3 separate regions of the Pan troglodytes genome follow, and all the other regions are linked to region 1. The links are chromatin contacts, called in public HiChIP or PLAC-seq maps. All regions are on one chromosome and are shown on one strand. The core of a region is the stretch at or near the end of the contact, and the rest is flanking DNA. Distances in the headings are between cores, read along the strand shown. Region 1 holds the start of MCAM (melanoma cell adhesion molecule). Region 2 holds the start of DPAGT1 (dolichyl-phosphate N-acetylglucosaminephosphotransferase 1). Region 3 holds the start of HMBS (hydroxymethylbilane synthase).

Region 1 (4,293 bases), core at 1,659-4,158:
GGCTCATATGATCCTCCTGCCTCAGCCTCCCAAGTATCTGGGACCACAGGCACACACCACCATGCCTGGCTAATTTTTTTATTTTCTGTAGAGACAGGGTCACCCTATGTTGTCCAAGGTGGTCTTGAACTCCTGGCCTCCAGAGATCCTCCTGCCTTGGCCTCCCAAAGCACCGAGATTACAGGTGTGAGCTACCACACCTGGCCCAAGGGTGGCTTTTGGGAGAAAGGGCTACTCACGGTTCTTCTCCTCCTTCAGAGGCCGGCCATTCTTGTACCAGATGACTTGAGGAATGGGGTACCCGTTCCTCCCTACACAGGTAGCGACCTAAAGAGCACAGGGTGTGAGTCTCCCTGCCTCCGAGCCCCCTTCAAGCCCCATCTCAGCGGCTGCGCACCAGCTGCCCAGCCCACCTGCCACACATCTCACCTCCTCAGGCTCCTTACTGTTCACAGGGATGCCCAGGGGGTTGACCTGGATGTTTGGCTCCTCCGGAGCTTCTACAAGAAAATAGAAATGAGGGGGACATCTGGCCACGTCCCACCACCCTCACTACCCTGCTGGCAGACACAGGGTCACGCACTGTAGACGCGGAGCTGGATGCGGTACTCCTGGGACCGAGGGCGCTTGCCCTGGCACAAGAAGATGCGCTCGTCTTGGGGGGTGACTTGAGTCAGGGCCAGAGTAGCCCCTCTGTCCTGGAGGCTGAGCCGCTGCTCGTACTCCCCAGGTTCGCTCTGGCCCTGGCCCTGGCGCACACGGAAGATGAGCGTCCGCTTCTCCTTGTGGACCTAATGGGAGGAGACACAGAGGAGGAGAAGGGTCCTGGGCTACAAGAGGGGCAGAGTCTCCCTCCCCGGGCTGCTCTTGCAGGAGCCCAAGCACTCACAGAAAACCAGTCGACATGGCTGAGGTTGCCTTGGGACTGGGAGAGGCCGCACTTCAGAAGGGCTGTGCTGCCCACTTCCACCTCCACCAGCTCAGGCGCAGGCTGCTCAGCCTCTCCGGGCACACCTGGGGGAGGGAGGCGGGGCCCCCGCAGCTGTGTCAGCTCCGGCTGCTGTCCGCCCCTCCCCTCGCAGCGCTGCTGCAGCTGTTTTTCCTGCCACTCAGAGGGTCTGCAGAGGGCCCTGTCCTCTGAACGCTCTACCCCCCGACCCGCGCCCCACCTGGGCCAGCCCTCTCCCCGTCCAGGAGATCCCAGGTCCTTGGAGCCGAGCAGAGATTGAGCAGAGACTGAGCACCGAACAGCTCCAGCTGAGGCTGGTAGAGGGGCAGAAAGGGGCAACCTAGGCTCGGGGCCAAGAGGAAGGCCCCTTTCCTTCCAGGCCCCCTCCTCTCCGGGTGAGCTCAGAGTGTGGGAATGCAAAGCATGTGCCAGGCTGGGGCACACAGGCCCTTTTGTGTCACCACCGCCAGGGGAAGACACCACTGCTCTACCCTCTGCCCTCCAAAATCCCTGCCCTAACTCCCCAGCGGGCTAACTCTGGCGGAAGTTCCGGTCTCATGCTCCCTCAGCAGCACCTCCATGAACACTCCGCACACACCCGCGGACCCCACCCTAGGTAGCTGGTAAGGATGGAGAGGTCAGAGTCTCCCCCAGGGGTCAGGGCAAGGGCCAGGCAGTGGGCAGGAGTGACGTCAGTGGTGCCAGCGTGCTGCCAGCCCTGTGAGGAGGTGATGTCACTCGACACCATCTGCCTGGGCTCTGGGATGCCTGGGTTGTTACCTTGGCTCTCGGACAAGGAGGGCAGTGGAAGGTGGGGTCTCCAACCCAGAGCCTCAGACCCCTGACTCCTCCCAGAGCTAGAAGAGCAGGGCAGGGTGGAGCTGGACCGGCTGCAACTGTGGAGCCCGATTTAGCCCTTTCCCCAGAAATAAAGTCAGCCTGGGAGGCAGTAGCCTGGAATACCCCAGGGACATGGTTGGCACTGGGCACGAGGCCAGCGAGCTGGGTATTGCCTAGCCCTCCCCTTCCCCAGCCGGACAGCGGCTGGGACGGCGGAATGGGAGCCAAGAGAAACACGCGACACCGCTGCGGGCCATACAAGGGCAGCGTGGACCCGAGAGCGCCCTGCTACCAGGCGGATCCGGAGAAACGCTCCGAGGTGCCCGGGCGCACTTCCCACCTGAATGTGGTCCCCAAAATAAGCCAGCGGGCGCTTCCAGTATGGGAATCCTCCATCCCTCATCTCTGTCCCCTATGATCCCATCACTCGGGGAGGCGCGAGGCGACCCACACCGCCCCGCAACCCCTGCCAACGCCCAGCTCGGGCGGGAGCCGCCGAACCTCCCGCTCTCGCTCACCTCCAGCCTGGCGTGATGCCCAGGCAGAAGGGGGAAGGGGTGGGTCGGCGCACCCCCTCCAGCGAAGGAAGCTGCCTTTTCCAGCAACAGGCGGGCGCGGAATTCAGGCTTTGAGGATGCGCCCCAGCTGCGCCTCCTGCCCGGCTTCAATTGCGGGCCCCCAGAGTGAGCACCTCAGGGACCACCCACCCCCCAGCACCCCGAAAGGCTGAGCTCCACCCCTTCTCGTTCCCAGAAGCAGCCTCCTCCCCGCCTTCCGAGTGCTGCTCCCGGGATACTCTAGAATCCCGGCTGCAAACTGGCTGCAAAGAAGAGTTGCTCGCGCGCAAGGCGCCCGGGGATCGGGGACCCAGGGAGGAGGCTCGTCCTCCCAGACGCAACGCCCCGACCCCGCCGCGCCGCTGGCTCTGCTCCCTGGCACGCTCCACCGCAGACCCCTAGCCGGGGCGCGGCCCCCCTGCGAACTCACTCACCCGCGACGCGAGGACAGCAGCAGCAGGCGGCGAGCAAGAAGGCGCAGACCAGCCTGGGAAGCCCCATGCTTCCCGGCCGGAGGGCGAGAGCCAAGTGAGCAGCTCGAGGCTGCCGGGGGCTGACGTCAGGGGGGCGGGGGAGGGGGCCCGGAGCGTCCGGGCCCGCCCCGCCCCGCGCAGCCCCCAGCCCCCGCCCCGCGCGCCGCAGCCCTAGGGGGCGGGCCCCGGCGCCGCCAGCCCGGGAGCTGCGCCTAGGAGCGCTGCCGGAGGTAGGCCAGAGCCGGACTCCCAGGCTCCTGGCTTGGGAAGGCTGAGGGGGTAGTGACAGGTGTCTCGGGGTCTGACTGGCCGAGGTGGCAGCGAGGAGAAGCTGTCCCGGATGCCCGGAGTCGCCCCGGGTCGAAGCCAGCCAGGCTCACCGCTGCTCAGCCCCTGCCAGCCAATGTAGCCCCTAGGGGACCTCCTGGGGGAGGAGCAGTAGCGGACCTGGTCCTCGGTGTCCCCAAGGGGCCTCCCACTTGGGCTCCCCTCCCTTGCCACAGAGAATTCAGGCCGGCCTCTATCGCTTCCCAGAACGATGGCACCACTGCCGCTGCCGCCGGCCTGACACTGCCTCAGCCTCAGTGCTGGCAGCTTTGGGAGAAGAACCCTGCGCCAGTCCCACAGACCCAGAAGTACCTGTATGGGGAGTGCAGACGATGCCTTCTGGGCTGTCCCTTCAAACGCAAGCTCCTGCAAGTCTAGCCTTTGACCAGAGAAAGGAAGGAGGGGGCTGAATTCGCAGGCCCAAGGTGTTCACACTTGTCCAGACCTGGGCCTTGAGAATCATGTTTCTTCCCTCTTCACTCTGGAGCCTACCCTGGAACTCAGTTTCCCCTCACCTAAGAGAAAGAAACAGGGAGAAGAAAGAGTTAATGGGCGAGGGTCCCCAGCCTGACCCTGCAAACCTGTTGCTGTTCCTGATGATTGAAAGGATCCCGGCAGCGCTGATCTTCCCCCACCCCATGTCTTCCCCAGCCCTATTGATTGTGGGTCCATAGCTGAGGGAAGAATCAAATCAGACCTGCTTGGGTGGGGAGCTCTGCAGCTCCCCTTCTCCCAAAACGCCGGCTTCTCCCTGGGTCTTCTGGCCTCTTGAACTAAGGCTCTAGGGAGGGGGAGGTGCTCTTGCCTCACTCTGACCCCAGCAGCCTGGCCTCAGAAAAGGGGTCCACATCTGCTGATGCGCCTCCACCAGGGAGTGCCAAATAGGGGCCTGGATTTGGGGAGAGGTCTGTTGCCCAGCGGGGCCACCCCTCTGCTCGCTGGGGGAGGTGGAGGGTGAGCCAGCAAACCCCGGAGATGGCCAGGTGACTTGAGAGCATGCTCCAGGGTGGCGTTTTGATGACGCAGAGATGACTGGAAAACCACACCAGCCTTGTCTTTCAGAGCCTTCTCGACCCCTCCTCCAATGCCATTAGTCTCCAGCCAGAGGCTGTGCAGAGCCCAGGCCCACCGGGCCAGGGGCCTGGAG
Region 2 (4,354 bases), core at 137-2,636, 220 kb before region 1:
AGGCTGCCTGGGTTAGTTCTGAGTCTTCACGTGTGGTCAAGCACCCCGGTCCCCGCCCCTGCCCTAGCCACTCCTTCCTTAGCCCTTGCCCCCTGCCCAGACCCGTGTGCCGCTGCTCACATCTGCTGTCGGCTGGTTTTGTTGAGGTCCTGACCACAGAGGCGCGCAGCAATGAAGTGGCCCCGGAAGGCCGGGATGAGGGTGACTGTGGCCACAAATCCCAGCAGCGAGACGATCAAATTGATCAGCAGCGGCATGGGCAATTCCGAGAAGGCCCACATGGTGACCGGTCAGGGGCCCGGCTCCGCCGCCTCTTCAGGTAACGGGCAAGCTGAGCAGCAGTCCTGAGGCCTCAGCAGTATGGAGTGGCCGCTCCCCACAGGCAGGCTCTTCCCACACCAATCTGAGCAAAACCCAACAACTCTAACTTGAGCCGCCCTCGAGACACCGGAGAACCTCTCTAAGGCAACCTATGTTCTGCCCCGCTGCACCCGCCTATCTACTGTTTCCGCCCGGATCTTGTTCGCTGAACAACCATTACTGCGGAAGGCGGCGGCCGCCATTTTTAATATGGGCATTAGAGGGTGGGGATGGAAGTGCAAGAGAAGTGTGATTCCAAATTTCATCCTATGTTCAAGAGTAGAATCACCGAGAGAGTACTGGAAACGCAATTAAAGAAAGGCAGCCAAGAACGGATACTTCCCTAACATTATGTTAAAGATGTACTACCCAGAGCGGAAATGCCAATTGCCCGGTTCCAAGATGAATGCCTCCTTGTACCACGTGTCTGACACCGCTCACATTCCGGTTCCACGTCAGTTTTAGCTCCGTCCGCCTCCATAGGTCAAGCTTAAAGGGCCCGTACCTCTCCCTTAATCTGGGATGCCTCCGGCTCCAGGAAGATGGCTATTGAAAGGCAGGGGGTGGGGAGGAGGGACGAGGGTGTGGAGACGCGCCAGTTTCTTGCAGGAAACCTGTTGCCAACATAGTCGGAAGCCAAGGTAAACACAACTCAGTTCCCGGAAACGCAGCTACGGTTTGGAAGGATGGTGTAAATTCTAAAGCGTAGATCCTTGAAAAGCCCCTCCCACTCTGTTTTTCGTGTCCTCGATTCTGGTATTTTTTTCTCAGCATCCCACCCACCTTCTGCCCCAGCTGTAGCAGTTAGTTGCCCGGCAACCCAGCGCAGCACTTCACTGAGGGATTGGGAGTACCCTCAGGTCTTGGATTTAACTCGAGACTTCAGCTTGGCCGTGGATCACTGCATTGTACCTAGCTCCCACAAGGAGGAGATGGAGATTTCCAGGCTGAGGCTCTGGAAAGAGCTGAGGAGGGAGAGGAATCAGACCCACAACTGACTTCCTGTGAGTCTGAGGAACTCCCAGTCAGGTTTCTTCCTGTAGGTCACTGTGCATTTTGCTTGGCCTCCTCCAGGTCGCTGTGCATTTTGCTTGGCCTGTTCCCCTGCAAACAACAATTCACCAGCTTTTTTTTTTTTTGAAACAGAGTTTCGCTCTTGTTGCCCAGGCTGGAGTGCAATGGCGCGATCTCGGCTCACCGCAACCTCCACCTCCCAGGTTCAAGCGATTCTCCTGCCTCAGCCTCCCGAGTAGCTGGGATTACAGGCAGTAGCTGGAATTACAGGCCTGCGCCACCACGCCCGGCTAATTTTGTATTTTTAGTAGAGACGGGATTTCCCTATGTTGGTCAGGCTGGTTTGGGACTCCCGACCTCAGGTGATCTGCCCGCCTTGGCCTCCCAAAATGCTGGGAGTACAGGCGTGAGCCACCACGCCCAGCCAGTTCACCAGCATCTTTATTACCTTTCATTCCCCGACGGCTCTTAGGCGGCAAATGATTTCCATTTGTCAGAGAGGAAGTCACCACCAGTGAGTTAGGGAAAGGACTCCAATAGCCTAGCGCTTTGTCCACTCTTCCCTCTATGGCATGTTCCAGGAGTCAGGGTCGTGTTGACTGTTTTTAAGCCGAAGATAGTTTCTTCTTTCCCTCAAAATCAGATGTAGGCCGGGCGCAGTGGCTAACGTCTGTAATCCCAGCACTTTGGTAGGCGAAGGTGGGTGGCTCACTTGAGGTCAGGAGTTCGAGACCAGCCTGGCCCAACACGGTGAAACCCCGTCTCTACTGAAAATACAAAAATTAGCCGGGTGTGGTGGCACATGCCTGTAATCTCAGCTACTCAGGAGGCTGAGGCAGGAGGATCGCTTGAACCTGGGATGAGGAGGTTGCAGTGAGCCGCGATCATGCCACTGCACCCCAGCCTGGGCAACAGAGGGGAAACTCTGTCTCAAAACAAACAAACAAACAAACTAAATCAGATGTGAAATGGCTTTTCTACTTGAAAATGGCTCTAATTAACAACAACAAAAACCCAGATGTGTATAAAATACATAAATTTTCGTAATTTACTTGCTAGTATTCCACCAGATTTTCAGTACTTATCCCACTGCTATTATTTTTCTGTGTGTGTTGTGTGTATGCACGTGTGCCCCTTTTAAACTAGAAACTCCCGGGAGGCAAGTGTTTTCTCTTCCACCGGGTGTCCCCATGGGGCTAGGAACACAGACATCTGTGTACAAGGAAGGCATCATCACACATAATGAGGCTGAGGCTGAAAGGAGGACTGAGGGCAATAGGTGCATATGGAGGGAGCAATTAGTTGTGACCAGAGTAAGTGGTCTTGAGGAAGAGAAGTATCATTTCAGTAGATTATAAGAGTAGAAGGACCTTTCACAGGCAGCGACAGTGAGACGCCAGAAGCAGGTGGAAGGGAGGAGCTTGTGGGATCCCAGAGGAGGCAGCATTCAGTTATCTTGTTGATGACGAGTATACTGAGACTCCCGGGAGGTCTGAGAGCCAGTCTGTATCTATTTCCTTTTTTATTAGGAGGCCAATCCTAATAAATCTTCCTTCCCAGCCTGTATTGGGAAGCTTTGTCTCTTTCTTCTCCAGAGATCATTAGCCCTCCCTACCACCACCCTCCTGGGGAGGGTGGGAGGACATAATCAAAGACAAGAGAGACTAAGGATTCATCATCCACATATACATGTTACTATCAGAAAATGGTTACTAAGATACTTGTCAGATAATCTGAGTATTTTTGTTCCCATGATGATAAAGTCCCAGTTGATGATCAGACTAATCAGAAGGAGAAACAAACACATGACTTTTGGCTTCACTTGAAATTGTGTGCCTTCCCTGGTAAAAGTTCAAAGCGTTTTCCTGAATGCTGAAGCCGGCCCTAGGATTCACAGACCAGTTGACTTGTCAGTGGCCCTGGACTGAGCAGACAGTGTTTGAGATGCACATCTCTTCTAAGTAGCCGTGAGTGGCTCCCAATGAGCAAGGACAATCCACTGAATCTGATTGTTAGACAAAGCCTGTCCCAAAAATGTTTCATAGTGCCACAAAGCCAATGAGACCCCTCTGGATAGTCTGGGGCTGTGATACTTGCAGGACTCTATCTGTGGCTCTGTCCAGGCAGCTGAATCACTCTTTTTCCTTTTCCTCCCACCTCTCCCCTCTTAGTCTAGAAAAAAGTTGTTAATTAAAAGCAAGCCCCAGGATTTCCCATTCCACTGGTATGGCATGAATGATATTTCAAAAGACAGAAATGGCATAGAAATTCTCAAAGCATACTTGAGTATTTTCTGTTAGACTTCTTAAAATTACAAAGTTTGTTAATCCCTACTATGTGCATAGGAAGCTCTTCAGTACTGTGGAGGATACAAACTAATATAATTGCAGTTGCTTGCCCCCAGGGAGTCTACTTCAGCATATTTAGAGCATCTTGGTTGAATTTGAGGGAAGAGAGATGACTAAGACATGGTTCCCACCCCTAGGCAGCTTCCTGATGCATGGAAAAAGCAGACATATAAACAATCAGCTAGACTCTAAGGCAGAATGTAAGTGCTAGAGGTCTAAGTAATGGAAGAAAGAGGGAGGACTAGGCTGGGCACAGTGGCTCTCACCTGTAATCCCAGCACTTTGGGAGGCCGAGGCGGGAGGATGACCTGAGGTCAGGAGTTCGAGATCAGCCTGGCCAACATGGTGAAACCCTGTCTCTACTAAAAATAACAAAAATTAGCCAGGCATGATGGCGCATGCCTATAGTCCCAACTACTTGGTAGGCTGAGGCAGGAGAATCACTCAAACCTGGGAGGTGGAGGTTGCAGTGAGCCAAGATCTCGCTACTGCACTCCAGCCTGGGCAACAGTGACTTTCTGTCTCAAGAAAAGAGAAAAAAAAAAAAAAAAGAGGGAGGACTAACTAGGGAGACTCATGTAACTAGGGAGACTCACAATTCAGATGCTGAATTGTGAAGCAGTATCTGGCAG
Region 3 (4,439 bases), core at 1,561-4,060, 240 kb before region 1:
TGGCGTTCCACTTCCCTCCTATGGTTTTCTTGGAGACCATGTTGACTCAGTCTCGTTCTGGTAATGGGTGGGGCCTGTGGCATCGCATACAGTTCAATTTACTGAAGAACCTCTGCAAAAGACCTAATGACTGAGCTCCAGGAGCAGCCTGGACCAAGACCCCCAAAACAGCTCTTACTCTTTCCTCTTCCTGGTCTCTATGGCTGTAGTTTGGGCAAAATATTCAAGCAGGAGGCAGATTCTGGTAGGGAGCTTTGGGCTTAACCTACCTTAAATAATGGGTAGGTTGGTGTCTTGCTATACTTAATACCAGATGATAAACAGGATAAAAGGTCCTTTCTGGAAACACCTTTCCCTCTCTGAAATTGTCAGCTAAAGTTTATGTTGCTAGGTGTCCCCATGTAATTTGGGTGGTGCTGCCTGTCTGAAAATTGCTCCTATGTTGTTGTTTTCCCCACAGCCTCACCTAATTTCATCTTCTACGTTGTTTAATTGGAGGAAGTAAGTTTGACACTGTGGTTTAGGTAGTATTTAGGATTGCCATGGGCTGGGCGCGGTGGTTCATGCCTGTAATCCCAATACTTTGCGGGGCTGAGGTGAGAGGATCGCTTGAGTCCAGGAGTTCAAGACCAGCCACCCAGGCAACATAGTGAGACCCCGTCTGTGCAAGAAATAAAAATAAACTAGCCCAGCCTGGTGGCGCTTGCCTGTGGTCCCAGCTACTCAGGAGGCTGAGGTGGGAGGATTGCTTGAGCCCAGGAAGTTGAGGCTGCAGTGAGCCTTGATCACACCACTGCACTCCAGCCTGGGTGACAGACACCCTGTCTCAAAAAGTAAAAAATTAAAAAACAGTGGCAGTATTGTAGCTGCTATGCTATGAGTAGACTTTGCATCTACTGAGCTGGGTTTGAATCCTAGTTGTGCTGTTTGACTTAAGGCACATCTTACCTTCTCAACCTGTTTTTTTTTTTTTTTTTTTTGAGATGTATTTTTTTTCAGTGGGTTTTTGGGGAACAGTTGGTATTTGGCTATGTGAATAAGTTCTTTAGTAGTGATTTCTGAGATTTGGTGCCCATCACCCAAGCAGTGTACACTGTACCCAATGTGTAGTCTCTTATCCCTCACCCTGCTCCCACCCTTTCCCCCTCAACCTGTGTCTTCATCTGTACATTAGGGATTATAACACCTACGCTGTGTGGCTATTATGAAAGCCTAAGGGTCAAATAGGTGTTCAGTTCTTTGTACAGTGCTGAGCACATGGGTGATTTTTTTTTTCTTCTTAAGACAGGGTCTCACCGGGCGCGGTGGCTCATGCCTGTATTCCCAGCACTCTGGGAGGCTGAGGTGGGCGGATCACCTGAGGTCAGGAGTTCAAGACCAGCCTGACCAACATGGTGGAACTCCGTCTCTACTAAAAATACAAAAACCAGCTGGGTGTGGTGGCAGGTGCCTGTAATCCTAGCTATTCAGGAGGGTGAGGCAGGAGAATTGCTTGAACCCGGGAGGTGGAGGTTGCGGTGAGCTGAGATTGCACCATTGCACTCCAGCCTGGGCAACAAGAGTGAAACTCCATCTCAAAAAAAAAAAAAAAAAAAATGGGCGTCTCACTCTGTCATCCAGGCTAGAGTGCAGTGGCACCACCACAGCTCACAGCTACCTCGACCTCCTGGGCTCAAGCAATCCTCACACCTCAGCCTCCTGAATAGCTGGGACTACAGGTGTGTGCCGCCACACCTGGCTATTTTTGTATTTTTTGTAGAGATGAGGTTTTCACCATGTTGCCCAGGGTGGTCTCAAACTCCTGGGCTCAAGCAATCCTCCTGCCTTGGCTTCCTAAAGTGCTGGGAATATAGGTGTGAGCCACTGCACCCAGCTGGGTGATTATTAATAATCATGATTGTTAATTATGTTCATGATTACAGGCGCGGTGGCTCACGCCTGTACTCCCAGCACTTTGGGAGGCCGAGGTGGGCGAATCACCTGAGGTCAGGAGTTCAAGACCTGCCTGACTAACATGGAGAAACCTCATCTCTACCAAAAATACAAAATTAGCTGGGTGTGGTGGTGTGTGCCTGTAATCCCAGCTACTCGGGGGGCTGAGGCAGGAGAATTGCTTGAACCCGGGAGGCGGAGGTTGCAGTGAGCTGAGATCGTGCCATTGCATTCCAGCCTGGGCAACAAGAGCAAAACTCCGTCTCAAAAAAAAAAAAAAAAAAATTATGTTCATGGGAAAGCACTTTTCCTAACAAGCCCTTTTCTCACTACAAGTATGTAGCGTTTGTGCTCCCACTTCAGTTACTTGTCTTTAGGCATGACCTTTAATCTCTCTGAACCAGTTTCCTCATTTTAAGAATTGAAATGCTGGCTGGGCCAGTGGCTCATGCCTGTAATCCCAGCACTTTGGGAGGCCAAGGCGAGATGACTGCTTGAGTCCAGGAGTTCGAGACTAGCACTGTGCAACATAGTGAGGCCACCTCCCCGCTGTCTCTATAAAAAATCTAGAAATTAGTCCCACGTGGTGATGTGCGCCTGTAGTCCCAGCTGCTTGGGAGGCTGAGGTGGGGGGATCGCTGAAGCCGGGAGGTCAAGGCTGCCGTGACCCGTGGTCATGCCGCTGCACTCTAGTCTGGGGACACAGTGAGACCCCGTATCAAAAAGAAAAATGCTGCCTATTTCAAGGTTGTAGCAAAGCTAAGTTTGAACAGAGCAAAGGAAGCGCCATAGAAGCTGCACTACTTGCTCATGTCACAGCTGGGGAATGGGGAGGTCGAATGGGGAGGTCCACTGTCGCAATGTTCCAATTCCCGCCCAGAGGGAGGGACCTCCCCTTCGAGGGAGGGCGCCGGAAGTGACGCGAGGCTCTGCGGAGACCAGGAGTCAGACTGTAGGACGACCTCGGGTCCCACGTGTCCCCGGTACTCGCCGGCCGGAGCCCCCGGCTTCCCGGGGCCGGGGGACCTTAGCGGCACCCACACACAGCCTACTTTCCAAGCGGAGCCATGTCTGGTAACGGCAATGCGGCTGCAACGGCGGTGAGTGCTGAGCCGGTGACCAGCACACTTTGGGCTTCTGGACGAGCCGTGCAGCGATTGGCCCCAGGTTGCCATCCTCAGTCGTCTATTGGTCAGAACGGCTATCTATTTTTTTTTTTTTTTTTTTTTTTTTGGTCCGAGTAGCTTTTAAAGGGCCAGTAGCTCGGTTGCCCTCCGGAAGGAATGGGGAAATCAGAGAGCGGTGATGCTGGGTTAAGAGTGGAAAGATTGTTTGGAACGGAACTCCGGTCCCTGCGGGCATCTGGGTGGGATTCCCATCAGGCCTGGGATGCACGGCTCTAGATTTAGTGACCCAGACCAAGAACGTTCGTCTACACAGACGGGGTCCTTTCATTCGAGGCTGGGCTGAGGCGGATGCAGATACGGCCCCTTTGGGAAGACACGTTCCACTTTTGATTCATAGGAGAGAGTATCAGCCAAGCCTCCGAACTGCACACAAACGTCTTAGAAGTGCGCCTTCTTTTTGTGTTATAGTGGTCTCCCAGCCACAGCCAACGCTCCAAGTCCCCAGCTGTGACACACCTACTGAATTACTACCGTGGGTGGGAGGCCGCCGTGGGCCTTTCCATTAAGAGCCTGCTTGCCGAGCCCTGGGCTTGTGCACAGACAAACTGCAGAGCTGGTGGAGGCCACTGCCAGGCCGAGATAAGAGAGAGATGGGGAGCTGCTAATCTCCCCCTGTCCAGCCTGTTGGTGAGGGCTGGGATCTTTGCTCTTGCAGTCATTCCAGAGCCCTGGACTAGGAGTAGGAAGATCTGAATTGTAGCCCCAACTCTCTTTCGGTTATTAGCTCTGTGACCCTAGGCAAGTCACCTCATCCCTTGATGCCACCCGTTGCTTCTGTAACATGGTCCCAAAGGTGCCTGTCGTGTCCACCTGATAGGATTTTTGAGACGACAACAATATGCAAAAGCAATAGCTTCAACATAGAAGTGCTCAGTGTTTTATTTTTTAATGAAACGGTTTGACTTGGATATGCTGTGCACATTCAATGAACTTAAGGAATTGTTTGAACCTAGTAGTTCTGGGACCTTAGAGTCCTTTCTGTGGGCTCCCTGTGGCCCAGAATTTTGGTGGCCACGTTTAATATCAAGCCTAGCCTAATTTGCAAAGGGTCTCCCAGGGTTAATTTATTGGAGTGATCACATGGAGTAGACCAGAGTCTGAGGGCAGAAAGCTGTCACCTGCTCCGGCAATAGAGGCCCCAGATGTCTGGGTGCAAAAGAACTCCATAGCACCCCGGCCAACATGGTGAAACCCCGTCTCTACTAAAAATATAAAAATTAGGCCGGGCACAGTGGCTCATGCCTGTAATCCTAGCGCTTTGGGAGGCCGAGGCAGGTGGATTGCCTGAGCTCAGGAGTTCGAGACCACCTAGGGAACACA

What was found. HiChIP or PLAC-seq counts read pairs in DNA pulled down with a chosen protein or histone mark.
Region 2: an H3K4me3 HiChIP or PLAC-seq map of stem cell-derived excitatory neurons shows a contact between it and region 1, with 5 times the contacts expected there. The contact joins the promoter of DPAGT1 here to the promoter of MCAM in region 1. A contact is called at or near these places in 2 of 7 Hi-C or Micro-C datasets (induced pluripotent stem cells and stem cell-derived neural progenitor cells) and 1 of 1 datasets of contacts at active chromatin or transcription factors (stem cell-derived excitatory neurons).
Region 3: an H3K4me3 HiChIP or PLAC-seq map of stem cell-derived excitatory neurons shows a contact between it and region 1, with 3 times the contacts expected there. The contact joins the promoter of HMBS here to the promoter of MCAM in region 1. A contact is called at or near these places in 2 of 7 Hi-C or Micro-C datasets (induced pluripotent stem cells and stem cell-derived neural progenitor cells) and 1 of 1 datasets of contacts at active chromatin or transcription factors (stem cell-derived excitatory neurons).

The regions. Positions count from the first base shown.
Region 1 is chr9:121,261,436-121,265,728 of NHGRI_mPanTro3-v2.0_pri, forward strand. It overlaps MCAM (melanoma cell adhesion molecule), which reads right to left and starts at 2,909. Exons shown (of 15, transcript XM_009424323.5): 1 at 2,781-2,909; 2 at 890-1,014; 3 at 584-791; 4 at 430-500; 5 at 240-327. The coding sequence starts at 2,847.
Region 2 is chr9:121,045,054-121,049,407 of NHGRI_mPanTro3-v2.0_pri, forward strand. DPAGT1 (dolichyl-phosphate N-acetylglucosaminephosphotransferase 1) reads right to left here and starts at 1,387. Exons shown (of 9, transcript XM_001165129.6): 1 at 121-1,387. The coding sequence starts at 281.
Region 3 is chr9:121,025,770-121,030,208 of NHGRI_mPanTro3-v2.0_pri, forward strand. HMBS (hydroxymethylbilane synthase) reads left to right here and starts at 2,811. Exons shown (of 14, transcript XM_016922120.4): 1 at 2,811-3,032. The coding sequence starts at 3,000.